Regions from separate parts of the Zea mays genome. Here region 1 is linked to region 2. Evidence: chromatin contacts called from public Hi-C data. All regions are on one chromosome and are shown on one strand. The core of a region is the stretch at or near the end of the contact, and the rest is flanking DNA. Distances in the headings are between cores, read along the strand shown. Region 1 holds the start of LOC100272560 (transferase). Region 2 holds the start of LOC109621226 (Heat stress transcription factor A-6b).

Region 1 (4,271 bases), core at 996-3,495, 160 kb before region 2:
AAGAGGGGGGGGGGTGAATTAGGACTTCTAAAACTTTTACTAAACTAGGCCACAATTTAAATCCCTAGAGCAAAACCTATGCAAGTAATCAAAACTAGAATGTGCAAACTAGGTTTTGTCTAAGTGTTGCTATCTCTACGGCAAAAGGCTAAGTTCCAATCTACACTAAATAAGTATGACTACAAGATTGAAACTTAAATGCTTAATATAAATGCGGAATGTAAAGAGCTAAGTAGAGAAGCAAACTCTCGTGGATGACGCCGGTATTTTTACCGAGGTATCCGGAACCGCGCAAGGTCCCGACTAATCCTCGTTGGTGCCCCTACGCAAAGGGAAGCCCACGCGAGGGCCAAGCACCACGGTCGAGTAACTCCGTAGAGAGCCGCGGGCCTTCTCCACGCGCAAGTGGTGCTCCGCTTCCGGCTCCTCTCGGACGCTCCCCGCCGTCTCCACTATCGAGCTTCCGGCCGAAACGCCGCGGGCCTCGTTCCCTCCGGTACACGGTGGCGGCCGTGACACAAACGCGGTTGTCACGGTCTCGCAAGACTCTCGCCCCACTCGGTACAATTACAACGGCTCGCGCAAGAGCCGAGGGTTTGTGAGGTTCATCTAAACTCACTCAACTAACTAGGATTCACCTAGAGCAAGCGCTAAAGCGGTCTAACTAACCTAAGCACTTCGCAAAGCACCTACGCTAATCACCGAGTGATTCTATTAAGCACTTGGGTGTTTGAGCACTTGGAGATATGCACTATGTGTATTGGAATGTTGCTTGGGCTCTCACACTAGAGAATGGCCGGTTGGGGTGGTATTTATAGCCTCCACACCCTCAACTAGCCGTTGGACAGAAAGCAGCAGCTTTCTGTCGTCGGGTGCACCGGACAGTCCGGTGCACCACCGGACACTGAACAGTAGATGTCCGGTGCACGCCACGTCAGCCGACCGTTGGCGCCTGTAGCAGTCGACCGTTGGATCCGACCGTTGCCTTTCTGCCCGTTGGCACACCGGACAGACCGGTGCACACCGGACAGTCCGGTGCTACAGCCAGAGAGCGCATGTCTGCGGCCTCTCTGCGCAGACTGTCCGGTGCCTCACCGGACAGTCCGGTGCACACCGGACACCGATGTCCGGTGCGCCACCTGGCGCTGGCTGACAGCCCTTAGTCTTGGATTTCTTCGCTGATTTCTTCGGGCTTCTTTGTTCTTGAGTATTGGACTCCTATGCATCTTTTTATGTCTTCTTTTGAGGTGTTGCATCCTCATTGCCTTGGTCCAATTCTCTTCGCATCCTGTGAACTACAAACATAAACACTAGAAAACTTATTAGTTCACGGATTGTGTTGTTCATCAAACACCAAAACTCAATTAGCCAAAAGGCCCGGGGTCCATTTTCCTTACAGGGATCCTCCCTCGTAACGAGTGAGGCTCGGATCACGAAAGGCTAGGTCCAGAGAGAGAGAGGAACACGTTCTCGGTAGTGGTCCGGGGCCATGCAATAGCCTAGCCTGGTCTAGCACCCTAAGCCCATACACTCCACCATCCTAGGATGGTTGTTCCAAAACCTAGGAATGGCCGTTAAAGACCAGACCTTATCTTGACCAAGATTCGAGCTCTAGATTATTTAGGTGACATGTGTAGCAATTTGTGCCTTTTCGTGTAACATATGGTCTAGAACTCGTTTTAAATATGTTTTCCTAGTTTAATATCACTATTTAGTTTATTCCACTCTAATAGTAAAGAACTATAAGTTTTTTATCAGTAGAGAGGAATAAAACTCAGTAGTGGTGCTCAATTGGTAGCATAAATTTAAAAGTCCCGTAAATTAGGGTGGTGTTTTTTTTTCAGGTCTCATTTTTAGAATCTCATTCTAGAATCTAATTATTAGACAAACAATTTTTAAATTTTGTATTGGATTTTGTGTCACAAACTCAGTCTCATCATAAATTGACAATAGAATTTATATTGAGTATACAGCTTTTTCCAAAATCTATAGAACCAAACACCACCTAAACTACCGGCGAAGTGTCGAAACACATGACTTGATCTAATTCCGGACGCCCTACGCCCCTACCACCCACCAACCAATCTGACACTTGTACTAGTATCTGTCCATACACGAGCCGCCACGTGTCCAGCGAATTCAAAAGTTCGTTAATACGCTCAACTACCAACAGCTAAACCCTACCCACCTTCTCGCCTTAAATCTCCCCCGTCCCCAACCGGCCAGCCCAATCCATCCGGCAAAGAGCTCGAGGCCTCGAGCAATAGTAAGATCTGACTGATCTCGTGAGCTGCCTCTCCAGTGTGCTCTGTAGCCCGCGCAGATCAGTGATGCCTTCGGCGGCGATGACGGTAGCGGCGGGTCTGGCGACCGGGCCGGGCAGCCGTGTGACTCGGTTCGCCAAGTCGACGGCGGCGTCGGTGACGCCCGTGAGGCCGGGCAAGACGCACGCGCTGTCGCCCCTGGACAACGCCATGGAGCGGCACACGGTGCACGTGGTGGTCTACCTCCGCGCCGCGCCGGGCCTGGACAGGGAGCAGCTCAAGGAGTCGCTCTCCGAGGTGCTGTCGCTCTACCCGGCCATGACCGGCCGGCTCACGCGCGGCGAAGGCAGCGCGGACGCCGAACCTGCGCACCGGGGTTGGGTCGTGAAGTGCAACGACGCCGGCGTGCGCATGGTGGATGCCAGGGCGGCCGTCACGCTCGACGAGTGGCTCGCCACGGCGACCGGCGACGAGGAGATGGACCTCCTCTATTACGAGCCCATGGGGGCCGAGCCTTACATCTGGTCTCCGTTCTACGTCCAGGTACACCCTTGACCGACTCATTCAATCTCAGCTTAGCTCTGCTTGGTGAAGTTAGGTGAGCTAATTCATGGCAGGAGCATCCTGTTGTCTGCCTCTCTGGATTAGTTTGATTGCTCGGCAGTTGAGCACTAGAGTTTGGTGACATTTACTTACTAATTCTAATTCGGTAGGAACAGCTTCAGAATTAAATGTCTTGTGCTCTTGTACTGCCGCGTCACATGGCTGCATCACTGATAAGTGGTGGCAGTATATGCAGAGATGCAGATGCAGTATGGGACCAGACAGGACCTTAATTAAAATTTTCCATGGTGACCATGTGTATGGATGCAGCTGACAGAGTTCACCGACAAGTCGTACGCGCTGGGGCTGAGCTGCATCCACATCCACAACGACCCCACCGCTGCCGCTCTCTTCTTCCACGCCTGGGCAGCCGCCCACCGCCGGACCACCAGCACGTACCCGCCCTTCCTTCACCCGCCGGCGTTGGCGGTCTCCCCGACCTCGCCGCCCCCTGCACCGCCTCTGCTCGCCGAGAAAGCCAGCGCCGCCTCCCCCACCAGCACAGATGCCGCCGCCGCCATGTCTTCCGCCACGTTCCACTTCCCGGCCTCCGCGGTGCGCGCGCTGCTCTCCTCCCTGGAGCCGGGCACCACCCCGTTCGCGGCGCTCGCCGCGCTCTTCTGGCTCCGGATCACCGGCGCCGCCGACGGGGAGCGAGAGCTCACACTGGCGCTGGACTTCCGCAAGCGGATGTACGCGCCGCTGCCGTGGGGGTACTACGGCAGCTCCGTCCACTTCACGCGCGCGCGCGCCGACCTCGCGTCCGGCCTGCCCGCCGTGGCCGCGGCGCTGGACCGCCACGTTGCCGGCGTGCCGGAGGAGGAGCTGTGGCGCGCCCTGGAGTGGCTCCACACGCGGCAGCAGCAGGAAAACGCGCCGTTCCAGATGTATGGGCCGGAGCTGACGTGCGCGGCGCTGGACCACGTGCCCATGTACGGCGCGGAGTTCGAGGCCGGGGCTTCTCCGGCGCGCGTGTCGTGCCGCGTGGGCGGGGCCACCGGCGAGGGGCTGGTGCTCGTCCTGCCCGCGCCCGAGGGCGGCGAGGCGCGGGACGTGGTGGTGACGCTGCCCGCGGGGGCGACGGCCAGGGTCTGCCGCGACGCCGAGGTGCTCCGGCACGGTGCCGAAGTTGTGTTCGGGGCGAAGGCCGAAAAGGAGGAGTAGGCCCAGTGCCACGAGTCACGACGGAGCAACAAGAATCGTTGTGCTGCTGGCCTGCTGATGCTGGTCCCTGCGGAACTTGATCCTGATCCACGCAATTTACTTTTGTATACTCTGTGGGCTGTGGCCCTTCGTTTGATTTCGATGTAATCAGTCGCCATGTTTGATGGAGGAAAGCATTGCCGCATTGCTGTTCGCAACCATACCTCTCCAATCAGCCCATGTGGAGAGTACGGGTAGGTT
Region 2 (4,565 bases), core at 1,457-3,956:
CCCACACCGACTAGGTCGATGGAGGATAGCCCTCCCATCGAAAAGAACCTCGTGAGAGCTTCCGACAGGAGAAGCGTGCCGATCTAGGATGAATACTCATGGAACGATCGACCCAAAAGGTCATCGCCCAAGGATTGAGCCCGTTTCTAACGCACCATGGATCCACGCTCACTGCATGACAACCACCACAGGCAGGGTCCGTCCCTGAACTACACAATAAACCCCAAGCAATTCACATGAATTGCTCGGGGACTCAGGGGCAAATCTAGCATATGTGCTCGCGTGCACCCAATATTTCAATCGTCGGTAATAGCTGAGCAAAAGTGGACCCATAGTCAGTGCATGACGACCATCGTAGGAAGGGTTCATCCCTAAACTGCGCAATAAACCCATAAGCAATTCACATGAATTGCTCAGGGGCTCGAGGCTGCTATCGGGTACCTAGGAACGGGGTACCCAAAATAAGGCATGTAAACCTTCTTGTCGACCGAAGTCTCCCTACCGAGCAAGTCCGCGAGGCGGAGCGGCCTACCAGGTCCCTGCCTAGGAAGTCCATGAGGTGGAGCAATCGACTAGGTCCCTACCGAGCAAATACGTGAGGCGGAGCAACCAACCAGGTTCCTGTCGAGCAAGTTGGCGAGGCAGAGCACCCGACTGAATCCCTACCGAGCAAGTCTGCGAGACGGAGCCACCGACCACGTCCTTGCCGAGCAAGTCCGCGAGGTAGAGAAACCAACCAGGTCCCTATCGAGCAAGTCCGCGAGGCGGAGCGACCGACCGGGTCCCTGTCGAGAAAGTTCGTGAGGCAAAATGACCACCCAAGTCCCAACCAAGAAAGAGAAGCAAGACGGAAACCCAAGTCAAATGTTGCGAAGTCCCTAGGATATGGCCAGTCACCTGAATGGTAGGTCGAGGGCACGCCGAGTGGCCGCTATCGACATGACTGCACCTCCCCAAGTATGTCCCCAGACGCACTCCCATAGCCTCAAGGGACCGGATGGCCCTATTCATAAAGTACCTCAGCATCGGAGCTTCTACATTGACCTGAATACCGGGTAGTGCGCAGCAGATACACCAATATCGGGTGTACACCTACGCACACCGACTAGTGACGCAGGCTCGTGACGATAGACAAGACCGCTTGACGCATGGCTGCTCCATACGACTGACCTGCGGGACCCCCCGCACATTACCATGAGGATGTCAGCAGAAGACCAGCTAAAGGGCCCGTACGATGAGTGGACGGGACAATACGCCATGATAAGAGTACGGCTACGCATGACCTTACAGACATCATCAGAGGACCTACGCTACCCAAGGGCCTCTGGCCGAGCCCCCTCGAGTAGAATACATGTCCCCATTGTAAAGTCCAGCCCTTAAACTATAAAAGGGAAGGACCCCCCTCTTTTCTGAACACACAAGCACACCAGTTGTAACACGTTCTGGAGCAATACTACAATCAACACTACACTGGACTAGGGCGCAAGCCTAATCCATCGCTCGAGTTCCAGAGGCTCACCATTCGAAGTGAGTCCGCACTAATTTCCCCACCGAACACAAATCTTACTGCACCTTGGTTTTCGAAACCACGACAAATCCCCATATTGTTTAACTAAAGGGGACTAAAGACCATTAATACATATGAATAAAGACCAAAATATCCCTTGCTGCAAGCAATTAATGAGAGGTATATACAATTAATAAGGGGTCTGGACTATCGAGAATAGGCTTTATTCCCCTTTAGTCACACTTAAGGAAATAGAGACTAAAAGAGTTTACTCCTTCATTTTGTCTCTTTGTTTAGGAGTTTAGTCTTTAAAAGAGACTAAAAGGAATGGACTAAAGTTTAGTGTCACATTTAAACATTCAATGTGACGTAAGGGGTATTTAGTTTTTAGGGACTAAATTTTAATTCCTCTATGGACTAAATCTCTCTTTTAGGGGTGTTTGATTTCTAGGGACTAATTTTTAGTCCATCTATTTTATTCACATTTTAGTTTCTAAATTGTCAAATTTAAAAATAAAACTCTATTTTAGTTTTCATATTTAACAATTTAGTGACTAAAATAAAATAAAATGCAGGGTCTAATTTTTAGTCTTTAGAAACAAAACACTTCCTTAATCTACGTGTTTAGTAATTTAGAGACTAAATTAGAGACTAAAGATTAGAACTTAGAAACAAACACACACTCGTAATCGTGATGATCCAGTACGAGTATCATTTTCGTTTCAGAAGACATGTCCAGCAGACCAACCCCCACTTGCCTTGCGCCTGCGGCGTCACATCACATGACATCCGGCCACCTCTCGTCCAGGTCCAATCCGAGCGCACGCTCGCACGACGGCGCAGCGTCTCCCGGCTCCCGCGATCCAGCTGGTCCCCACCCGTCGCCCGCGGGTTGGCCAAAAGCGGGAGAGCACCGGCAATAAAATACGCTCGGGAAGCTGAACGGGGGATGGGCGGACGCTTCCAGAACTCTCGCCCGCGCCTTCGCGAACGTTCGCCGCCACGTCACCTTACCCGCTCCCGGATTAAACAACGCCCCCAAACGAAGGCGTCGCGGCCATCCCTTCCATTCCAGAACCGTCTGGAATGTTCGGCGCCGACGCCGGGTGCCCGACGTACCGTGGGGGCCTCGCGCCGGGCCGTATAAAGTCGTCGTCGTGGCGGCCCGCGTGTACTTGCCTACTGGTAAAGGTCCCGACGACGCGGTATCGCCGTATACCCGCCTCAAGTACAAAGGGAAAGCTGCGACTCGCTCGGAAGTGGGGTACTGTACTTCCCGCTCGCTCGCTCTCTGCTCTGGTCCTTCACGCTCTGTACGTTCATGCAGTGTTGCTCTCACTCGCTTTCTTCTTCCTCCCCTCGTCTGCCCCTCCTCTGCTCTGTGCCAAGTTCTGCTTCTCGCCGGGGCAGTTTCAGTACTCATTTCTTTCCTTTTCTTTCCAATTTGCAGAACCTTCAGTTGAGGTTCTCTAATCGGGCCCGCTAAAGTCGAGAGACAGGTTTTCGCGAACATTTGCATCTAGCCATCTCTACTCAACTGAATTCTTGTGCTCTTGTGGCATTCACAAAGTCCATTTTCAGACTGAGCTAGTTCAGCTGTCATTTTTTTTTCAGCCAAAGGTCGCGTTCTTTTGGACCTGCTCTTGATTCGTTCGTTCGTTCGTTTGGATTGATTGATTGATTGATTCCTTTCGACTTCCCTTCACCACCCCCCTGCTCCGTCAAGCGTGCCTCTGTTCTTCTGCCATTGCTGGATCGCGTTTGTCTGTTTGTTGGGTTGCTGGCGCTGCGGCCATGGATCCCTTCCACGGCATTGTGAAGGAGGAGTTCGACTTGGACTTCGACTTCACCTGCGCGTCTGCGGCGGCGGCGGCGGCGGCCTCGTGGGCCGTCGCCTTGCCGGAGATGCCCCGGCCGATGGAAGGACTCGGCGAGGTGGGACCCACTCCGTTCCTGACCAAGACATACGACGTCGTGGACGACCCCAACACCGACACCATCGTCTCTTGGGGGTTCGCCGGAACCAGCTTCGTCGTCTGGGACGCCAACGCCTTCGCCTTGGTGATCCTCCCACGCTACTTCAAGCACAGCAACTTCTCCAGCTTCGTCCGCCAGCTCAACACCTACGTGAGTCAAGTTCACTCCCTGTTCTTGGCTTTCAATTCCGTTGTTCATGCTTGAGTTGTTGAGCCGTGGATGGCGGTCGATCGCCGGCATGTGACGCAGGACTCGTTCGTTGCAGGGGTTCAGGAAGGTTGACCCGGACAGGTGGGAGTTCGCGAACGAGGGGTTCCAGCGTGGCCAGAGGGAGCTCCTCAGGACGATCAAGCGCCGGCGCCCGCCGTCGAGCCCGTCGGCGCAGCAGGGGCAGGCGCCGTCGGCCTGCCTGGAGGTGGGGCAGTTCGGGCTCGACGGCGAGGTGCACCGGCTGCAGCGCGACAGGGGGATCCTGCTCGCGGAGGTGGTGAAGCTGCGGCAGGAGCAGCAGGCGACGCGCGCGCAGATGCAGGCCATGGAGAAGCGCATCACCACGGCGGAGCAGAAGCAGCAGCAGATGACGGTGTTCCTCGCGCGTGCCATGAAGAACCCGAGCTTCATCCGGATGCTGGTCGACCGGGAGGGCCTTGGCGGCTGCCGCAGGGAGCTCGAGGACGCGCTCTCCAGAAAGCGCCGCCGCCCCATCGAGTACCTCCCGCGCGACGGCGAGAGAAGCGGCACTGCCACGGAGTCGGCGGTGAGCGACTACATTTCCGGACTTCCGGTCGGCGTCAACGGCGTGGCGGAGGCGGACGACGACGAGAGACGGTGGGAGAGAAGGGGCGGCGGCGGCGGCGGCGAGGACACGGAGAGCTTCTGGGCGAAGTTGCTCAACCTCGGCCTGGAGGAGAAGCACAGGGAGGGCAGATGCGATGGCGAGGAGGGGAACGGAGCTGACGTGGACAACGACGTGGACGACGACGTGGATGTGCTGGTGCAGAGCATCTACCACTTGAACCCGAACCCGGGTAGCCCCGGTGGCAAGTGAAAGTTCCAGAACGTTCCACATTCCAGAACCCAC

What was found. Hi-C and Micro-C count contacts between places; a contact is called where the count stands out from the background.
Region 1: a contact with region 2 is called in a Hi-C map of leaf, with 2.9 times the contacts expected there. The contact joins the promoter of LOC100272560 here to the promoter of LOC109621226 in region 2. A contact is called at or near these places in 7 of 25 Hi-C or Micro-C datasets (bundle sheath, ear, leaf and 2 more).

Annotation. Positions count from the first base shown.
Region 1 is chr1:282,273,304-282,277,574 of Zm-B73-REFERENCE-NAM-5.0, reverse strand. It overlaps LOC100272560 (transferase), which reads left to right and starts at 2,245. Exons shown (of 2, transcript NM_001147027.1): 1 at 2,245-2,807; 2 at 3,138-4,271. The coding sequence starts at 2,331. The coding sequence ends at 4,031.
Region 2 is chr1:282,110,550-282,115,114 of Zm-B73-REFERENCE-NAM-5.0, reverse strand. It overlaps LOC109621226 (Heat stress transcription factor A-6b), which reads left to right and starts at 2,706. Exons shown (of 3, transcript NM_001348435.1): 1 at 2,706-2,820; 2 at 2,958-3,634; 3 at 3,750-4,565. The coding sequence starts at 3,302. The coding sequence ends at 4,532.